Linked DNA regions of Astyanax mexicanus: region 2 is linked to region 1. The links are chromatin contacts, called in public Hi-C maps. All regions are on one chromosome and are shown on one strand. Each heading gives the region's core, a stretch centred on a gene start, on an enhancer-like site or on the middle of the called end of the contact. The rest is flanking DNA. Distances are from core to core; before and after follow the strand shown.

The links. Hi-C and Micro-C count contacts between places; a contact is called where the count stands out from the background.
Region 2: a contact with region 1 is called in a Hi-C map of muscle, with 16 times the contacts expected there. The contact joins the enhancer-like site here to the promoter of antxr1c in region 1. A contact is called at or near these places in 2 of 3 Hi-C or Micro-C datasets (both in muscle).

Annotation. Positions count from the first base shown.
Region 1 is chr15:8,988,342-8,992,333 of AstMex3_surface, forward strand. antxr1c (ANTXR cell adhesion molecule 1c) reads left to right here and starts at 2,579. Exons shown (of 18, transcript XM_022669309.2): 1 at 2,579-3,134. The coding sequence starts at 2,983.
Region 2 is chr15:9,068,496-9,072,513 of AstMex3_surface, forward strand. No RefSeq gene overlaps it. Among protein-coding and RNA genes, the nearest start is that of ubtd1b, 33 kb to the right of the region's middle. Within about 2 kb of position 1,681, the one cell type or tissue checked has an H3K27ac peak away from gene starts, as active enhancers do.

The DNA.
Region 1 (3,992 bases), core at 1,329-3,828:
CGTTTATGCAATCATTTAAGCATTTAATAACTAGTTCCCAGCGGATTTAATAGGATTTCTTCAGTTTTAACAGGTCAGCAGGTGAGAACCACGTGAAAAACAAGGCTGGCTTATTTCTCTGAGGTGAAACACTACTCCGTCCAGAGGATGGCGGTGTTGTAACACTTGAGGAAACAGATTTGTGTTCGTTAAAGGAATTACATTTACACAATCAACTAAAGAATCCAGTTCATGGCATCCAGTCATTCCAGATACATTTCATATAAACATTGTCATATAAACAACCTTACATTTACAAGATTTACTCTGAAGGAACACATTATTATACATATAGAGAGATGATATATTGTATAAAAGAGTTCAGAAATCAATACTCGGTATAATGACCAAATTTGTTAAAATCAAAGAAACTCATCATTTTTAAGTGGTTTCTTATTTTTTTTTAGATACACATATTTCATATATGATCATATATATGATCATATTTTTTAGATACATATATATATATATATATATACACACACACACACACAGTAAAACCCAATAAGTTCACTAAACTCAATACTTTTGTTGTAAACGATTACCTGAGAATTTTAAATTCATGTAATATATATTTTTTAAGTGCAGTGAACTTAACAAATATGTATACATATATGTATTTTATTGACAGTAATTTGTCTTAAATACTGTATACTATTTTAGTTTTAGTAAAAATTACATAATCCATATAATTTCCGCCAACAAAATACGTGATACTATATTATTTTTTGTTACATCAATTGCTTTGCATAATACTTTTACTTTGAATAAGTAGACTTGTATTTAGTCTTCTCTTTGATTTTATTCAAGTATTTTATTATTTAAATACTGATAGAAAAGTAGCTAAAAAGAAAATGCTATAGAGTGAACAGTATTGAGAGCACAGCCAACACAGAGTTACTGTAGTTAAGAAAATGATGCTTGTTCTTACAGCCTACAACACAGAGACCAGGCAGTTAATTATATTGTATGATCTACAACTTTACCTAAGGTAGTCCTACACTCACATCACAATCTACACATATATAATCCTACAGAGCAATTCAAAGCTGTGCCTGCTATAAGTACTGATCACAGGATATTAAGGATTGTTTTCATTACATTAGATTGCATTGCATTTAGCAGACACTTTGATCAGGTATATCAGTACCTGAGATTATCAGTGATGACCAGTATATTAAAGATTGATATCAGTAGGGACAATATTGCTACTGATCATAATATATTAAGGATTGGTATCTGTATTGAGCACAGGATATTAAAGATTGGTATCGGTATGATATTGGTATTGGTAATGCTCGCACAATATTAAGGATTGCTATATCAGTATTGACCATGGACAACATTGATATTAAAGCTTTTATGGGTTGGTATCGGTATTGGTGACAAGATATTAAGTATTAGGATCAGTATTGCCAGTATTGGCATTGCAATTGACCACAAGATATAAAGGATTGGTATTGATATTGATTACAATACATGATTGACAATGCTGGTATCTGAATCAATAGGTTGCTCTGCAGTGAAGCACAGTTTCACACAAAATCCCAATCAGTAAATTAAGCAGAAATTGTGATACACTGATCTACAGTTACCTGAAATATTTAGTTACAGTTATTGCTGCAAAGAAGGGTAAAATCACAGCAGATACTGAGAGCGAAGATTCACATACCTTTGCCACTCAGAAATATGTAATATTGAAAAATTGGGTAATTTTTCACAATACATAATTGACCAAACATAATATTTTTGTCTTGTTTGTTTAACTGGGTTTTCTTAATCTACCTTTAGGTCAAATTTATAGGTTAACAACCTTTCAAGCACCACTGTATCTTTATCTCTCAGTAATGAAGATGGAATGTCTGGATGGATAAATATGTTAAAGGAGACGCATGTCTGCAGTGTATATATAATATTTGTAATATTTGATCATGTTTAGGTGGATGAAAACACCAACTTATCCTTTAAGGTCAGTGTAACTTTTATTCATTTAAATTCCCTAAATACAAAATTAGAAAACTGGATGTGAAATTTTTTTTTTTTTTTTTTACATTTTTTTAACGTAGTGCAGTGTACAATAAATAAGTTTTAAAACATGTTTCCAAGTTTTGTTTTTTCATCTCTGCCCCTTAGAAAATCTCCCACATTTTTAGAATTTTAGAAAAAAAAATTATTATTTTTTAATTTTGCAAGTTGAATTATCTCATCAAATTTGTGTTACAAGACACAAAAAATGACAAATCAGAAAATCGAGAGATTCAACTTCTCTTGATTTTTTTCTTGAAATTCTGTTTGCTAAAGGCTGAAATGGAAAACTAAATAATTAAAAATGAATGAAAAACCATTTAATTTTTCTTATTCTGAATGGAAAAAATAATTAATTATGAATTTAGCTTGATACAGTCAGAAAATTAAACTGCTAAACATTACACTGACCCCTTAACCTCCTCCTCCCCAACCAATGACGATTTACACACACACACGCACACACACACACACACACACACTTTACTGAGATGGGCAGAAATCTGACACCCGGCCTGTCCACACACACACACACACACACACACACAGTCTCCTCCACAGCAGGCTGCAGACCTCCGGCTCGCGCTAGCTCTCCCAGTCCAGCCAGCTCTCACGCGGCGCGTCTTACTGGTTTTTGGACTAAATCTGAACTGGATTCAGACAGGCTGCCCCGAGACTGGAGGATCGCGCGCGAACACGGGTCCAAAAAAGACCCAAAGAGAAGTCCGGCCGAGCTGCTCTTTGTGTTAATGCGCCCTGGAGTCCAGCGCGCGCTGCGGATAATGCTGTGAACGGGCTCTGGTGGTTCTGATGCGCGTTCTGTTGGGTTCTGTTGGCTTCTGCGCGGTTCTACACGTCTCTATTGGGTTCTGCTGGGGTGTATTGTGTCCTGTTGGGTTCTGTGAGTGAGGACTGAGGATGGCGAGTTTTGGGAAGGGGGCTCTGCTGTTCCTCGCGCTCTCGGGATGTTTGGTTCTGTGCGCGTTCTCGGAGACAGCGGCGGAGGCGCACGAGGAGGAGGATCAGAGATCGTGCCAGGGTGCCTTCGATCTGTACTTCGTTCTAGATAAGTGAGTAGAACCATCTAGAACTTCACCTAGAACACTGTTTATACCCACACCTCTCTTACTGCCTCTTTATATACCCCTCTCTCTTTCTTTCTTCTTTCTCTTTCTCTCACAATCTCTCTCTCTCTCTCTCTCTCTCTCTCTCTCTCTCTCTCTCTCTCTCTCTCTCTCTCTCTCTCTCTCTCTCTCTCTCTCTCTCTCTCTCTCTCTCTCTCTCTCTCTCTCTCTCTCTCTCTGGTTCTGTACTGGTTTAGAACTCTACTGTTACCGGGGTCTGTTTGATATTAAAGGGCCCATCCCCTGCCAAACTGCTCCATCCTCACTTTCACAGCTGTGCTGCATGTTGGACCTCCTTAAAACAAGGGGTGGGGCTTCATTCTCCATGGGTTCTTTATTAAAAGCAGTCTTTCCAGGGGTCTTCTTTTAGAAGTGGGGGTGTATTTTACTTTAAAATTTGTATTTTAAAACAAAACAACACTTGACTGATCACACATTATTGACTTCACATTATTTGTCTTCACCTCCTGACCAGTTTAGCACCCAGTGATGCACCCAATGATGTCACTTCCAAGGTGCAGGAGTCCTCACATCACTCAGGGACATGTCAAAAGTCACTAAACACAATACTAGTCCATGTGAAAAGTCTGTCCTATTAGTTTTAATAATCATTGCAATAAACAATGAGTCGCTGGCAGGATAAAGACCCTACAAGACCAGTAGTAAAATTTCCCCACTACTAAATATTCCACAGTCAACTGTCAGTGATATTATATTAAAGAGGAAGCAACTGGGATGCTGAGGAGCATGTAGCTTCAGATTAGATCAATGAGATTAGAGAGTAGAGAGACTTATGGAATGGGT
Region 2 (4,018 bases), core at 431-2,930, 79 kb after region 1:
CTCTTGTTCTCTGCTGGGCGTGTCTCTAAAATTTGCCGTAAGACTTGTGAGCTGATGGTCACGGAGAAGAGTGAGCGGTCGAGAGAACCTTCATTCGAGCTGTAATAAATCATTTAATCTTCTAAAACAACATGAAATGCAATGATTAACTGAAAAAAAAAATCCATAAAGTGCCTTTAAGCTAGCCTTATAATCTATTAAACCGGTCTTATATTAAATTAAATTAGCCTCATATTCCATTAAACTAGCCTCATATTCTAATAAACTAGTTTCACATTTTATCAATCTTGTCTCTTATTTCATTAAACTAGCTTAAGAATATATTAACCCTTGTGGGGTGTTCATATTTTTGTTACTCATTTACTTTGTTACTTGCATTTTTTACATTAAAATGCTTTACACATGCTTGCTTCACCTAAATTGCAAGCAATATAAACAGCTTACATGGTTAATATTTGCCCTTTACCTTTCTTATGTTACATTTCTTTCAAAATGTGCTTCTCTTTTTTTTATTAGTTTTTTAATAAAATGTAAAAGAAAATGAATTAAACTCAAGATATGAGTAGAAAATTTGTTTAGTTTCAAATTTACAAATGAAGCAATGTTTATTAGCCCTTGGCCAAACATACTGTATGTAATATAGATGGTTGTGTTTTGATATATGCTTTTCACAAAAAATGAGCCAATGCCAATGAGTTTGAGTTAGAAAAAATATTTTTTTAGTATCATTTGATGAAAAATGAAAACGGGTTCCACAGACCCGAACACCACACAAGGGTTAAAGTAGTCTAATATTTCATCAAACTAGCCTCATATTCCATTAATCTAATTTCATATTAAATCAAATATGTCACTATATTAATAAACTAGTCTAAAATTCTGTTAAACTGGTGTCACCTTCCATAAAACCAGTCTTAATTTCCTTATTCAGTATCAGTAAATCAGTCTAAAAGGCACAGTGACACAAATAGTAAAATAACCAGAAACAGAAAAATGAATCACAATATGAATCAGGGGAAAACAACAGAATGACACAAAATGAAACTAGAAGCTGATTGAGAAGTGTAAACACAGCCTGTGTGTGGGAAATGCTGCCGTGTTTACTATATGTACCGTCAGTACGAGCTGTGGGACTGCCGATACTGATGTTGTACTTAGTTCTTAGTGCTTGATACTGTGGCCCTGTGGTCTAGAACAGTATTGAATTAATTAATTAAGATGATGTCGAACTGTATTCCTCCACAGGTAAGCAATAGGTCACCAGGCTCAACCCAAAAAAAAAAGCCCCTTCCACTTCCACTTCCTCCTCATCCTCATCCCTGTTCGCCCACACAGCCGACTGTCCAGAGTGACTGTCCGGTTCCTGAGAGGATGAGGAAAGAGGAGGTCTTTATCTGTTGAGGCTGGTTGTGGCTCTTGTTGTACCTGTGAGACTCGAACATCTATGTCTCTCTCTCCCTCTGTCTCTCTTTCTCTCTCTCTCTCTCTTTCTCAATCTCCTCAGCACTTTGCTCATCAGCAGCTGTGACCTCAAAACCCTTTTTTCGTTCTCATGCTTGGAAAGGCCGGCCTTTTCCCCTAAATCTGCCCAGACACAACAGAGACAGAGACGGACCACGGAGGACAGCAGCTCTGCACCGGTAGCAAGTAAAGCTGGACAGCAGTTGACCGGTTGATTGACCCTGCCCCTGCTATCCAGGCCCACAGACACCTACATGTGTCCACACAGACGCAGAAGCAGACGCTCAGGCCGGCAGCTGAACACACACGCGCAGGAGCTTCTGAGGAGCGTGGGCGGGAAGAGGACGGTCAAAATTTCCACAGAGGAAACAGCAATTTAGCCGGAGGGCCTGGAGAAGCTTTTTTCTTTTCTTTTTTATTAGCTACCCTGGCCTGCCACTGACTGCACCATCCTCACTTACACGCTACAACCATTTACTGACCACATGCCAGACTACCACTTTACTGTATATCACTATACCCTACCATTTACTATCATTCACTACTATACACTAGTATTTAATACCATTCACCACTATCATACCCTATCATTTAAAACCACACTCTACCATATATCACCATACATCACCATTTACTACCATTCACCACTATACACTAGCATTTACCGCCATATACTAACTTACACTATCAGACATCACTATGCTAAATCATTTACTACCATTCACTTCTATACACTAGTATTTAATCCTCACCATATACTAGAATACATTATCACATATTACCCTACCCTACCATTTTATACCATATATTATCATACACTACAATACCTAACCATATGCTACCATTCATGACCATATATCACTATACATCACTATACACCACCATTTACTACTATTTACTACCAGATACTAGCATTTATTACCATTCACCACCATATACTAACATACACTATCACACATCACCATAACCAACCATTTACTATCATTCATGAACATACAGCTCATCACCATACGTTACCATAACCTACCCTACATCATCATAAACAACCATTTATTACCATAAACTACCATTCAGTAACATATTCAATACCATACAGAAACATTTATTAGCATTCACTACCATATACTAACATACACTATCACACATCACCACACACTACTATTCCCTACCATTCATAACCATATGCCTCTATAACAGCAATAATTACCATGAACTACCAGTCTGGGTATTACTGTCATTAGAACATCATTAGATTTGGTTCCTCAGATGAAGAATGGAGGAATGGAAAGAAGCACACTGGGTGGAGTGGTTTCTGACTGAGGGAAAGGGAATAAATCAGGGCAAGTGATTTGTTTTAATGAGGGCTATAATCTGTTTCACATTCACTCATTCTGGACCTGTCATGTTCACATCACACACACACATACACACATGCACACACACTGACGAGGGGATGAAGAACCATGGGCGGAAACAAAACACTGCCAAGTTAAGGGATGAGCTCTCGGTGACACAACATTACACTTCAAACAAGAAGACTCAGCAAATTCATCACATGGTTTCTGCAGGTCCCTTTAGTAAGTAGCAGCAGTGTTCTTTAAGATTGGTGGGAGCTAAACTTCTGTAGGCCAAACAGGAGGGGCTAAATTATGGAAGCGTGAGGAAACACTGCTATAGGTTGAATGGGTGAAGCTAAAATGCTGTAGACTGAACGGGAGGGGCTAAGATACTATAGTCCAAATGGGAGGAGCTAAAATGCTGTTGACTGAATGGGTGGTGCTGAACTGCGGTAGATCAAATGGGTGGAGTTAAACTGCTGTAGACCAAATGAGTGGGCTCTAAACTACTGTAAATTGAGTGGGTAGTCTGTATGGGAGGGGCTAAACTGCTGTAAGCTATAAGAGTGAGGCTACTCTGTGGTAGACCAAATGGGTGAAGCTAAACAGTTGGAGGCTGAATGGGTGGAGCTAAACCTCTGTCACCCAAATGGGTGGAGCTCAACTGCTGTAGGCTGTATATTAGGGGTTAAAATGCTGTAAGCTATAAGAGTTAGGCTACTCTGTGGTAGGCCAAATGGGTGGAGCTAAACAGCTGTAGTCTGAGTGAGAGGGGTAAAATGCCTTAGACCGAATGGGTGGAGCTGAACTGCTGTAGACCTGTAAACAGCTGTACACTGATGTTGGCCAAATGGGTGTGGCTAAACAGTTGTAGACTGAGTGAGTGGAGCTAAACAGTTGTAGACTGAATGGGTGGAGCTAAACTGCTGTAAACCACATAGGTGTGGTTAAACTTCTTTAGCCTGAATGGGAGGGGCTATACTGCTGTTAACTAGAAGAGTGAAGCTACTCTGCTGTAGGCTGAATGGGTGGGGTCAAACTTCTGTAGACTGAATGTGTGGAGCTGAACCTCTGTAGGCCGAATGGGAGGGGCTTATCTGCTGTAAAATGAATAGGGTAGTGGAAGTGACCGGCTTGTAAGACATGTACTGACTGTTAGCAGTGTGCGCTGAGCTACTGAGCCTCTGCAAAGGCACAAACACTCGGCTCCTTGTGCGGCT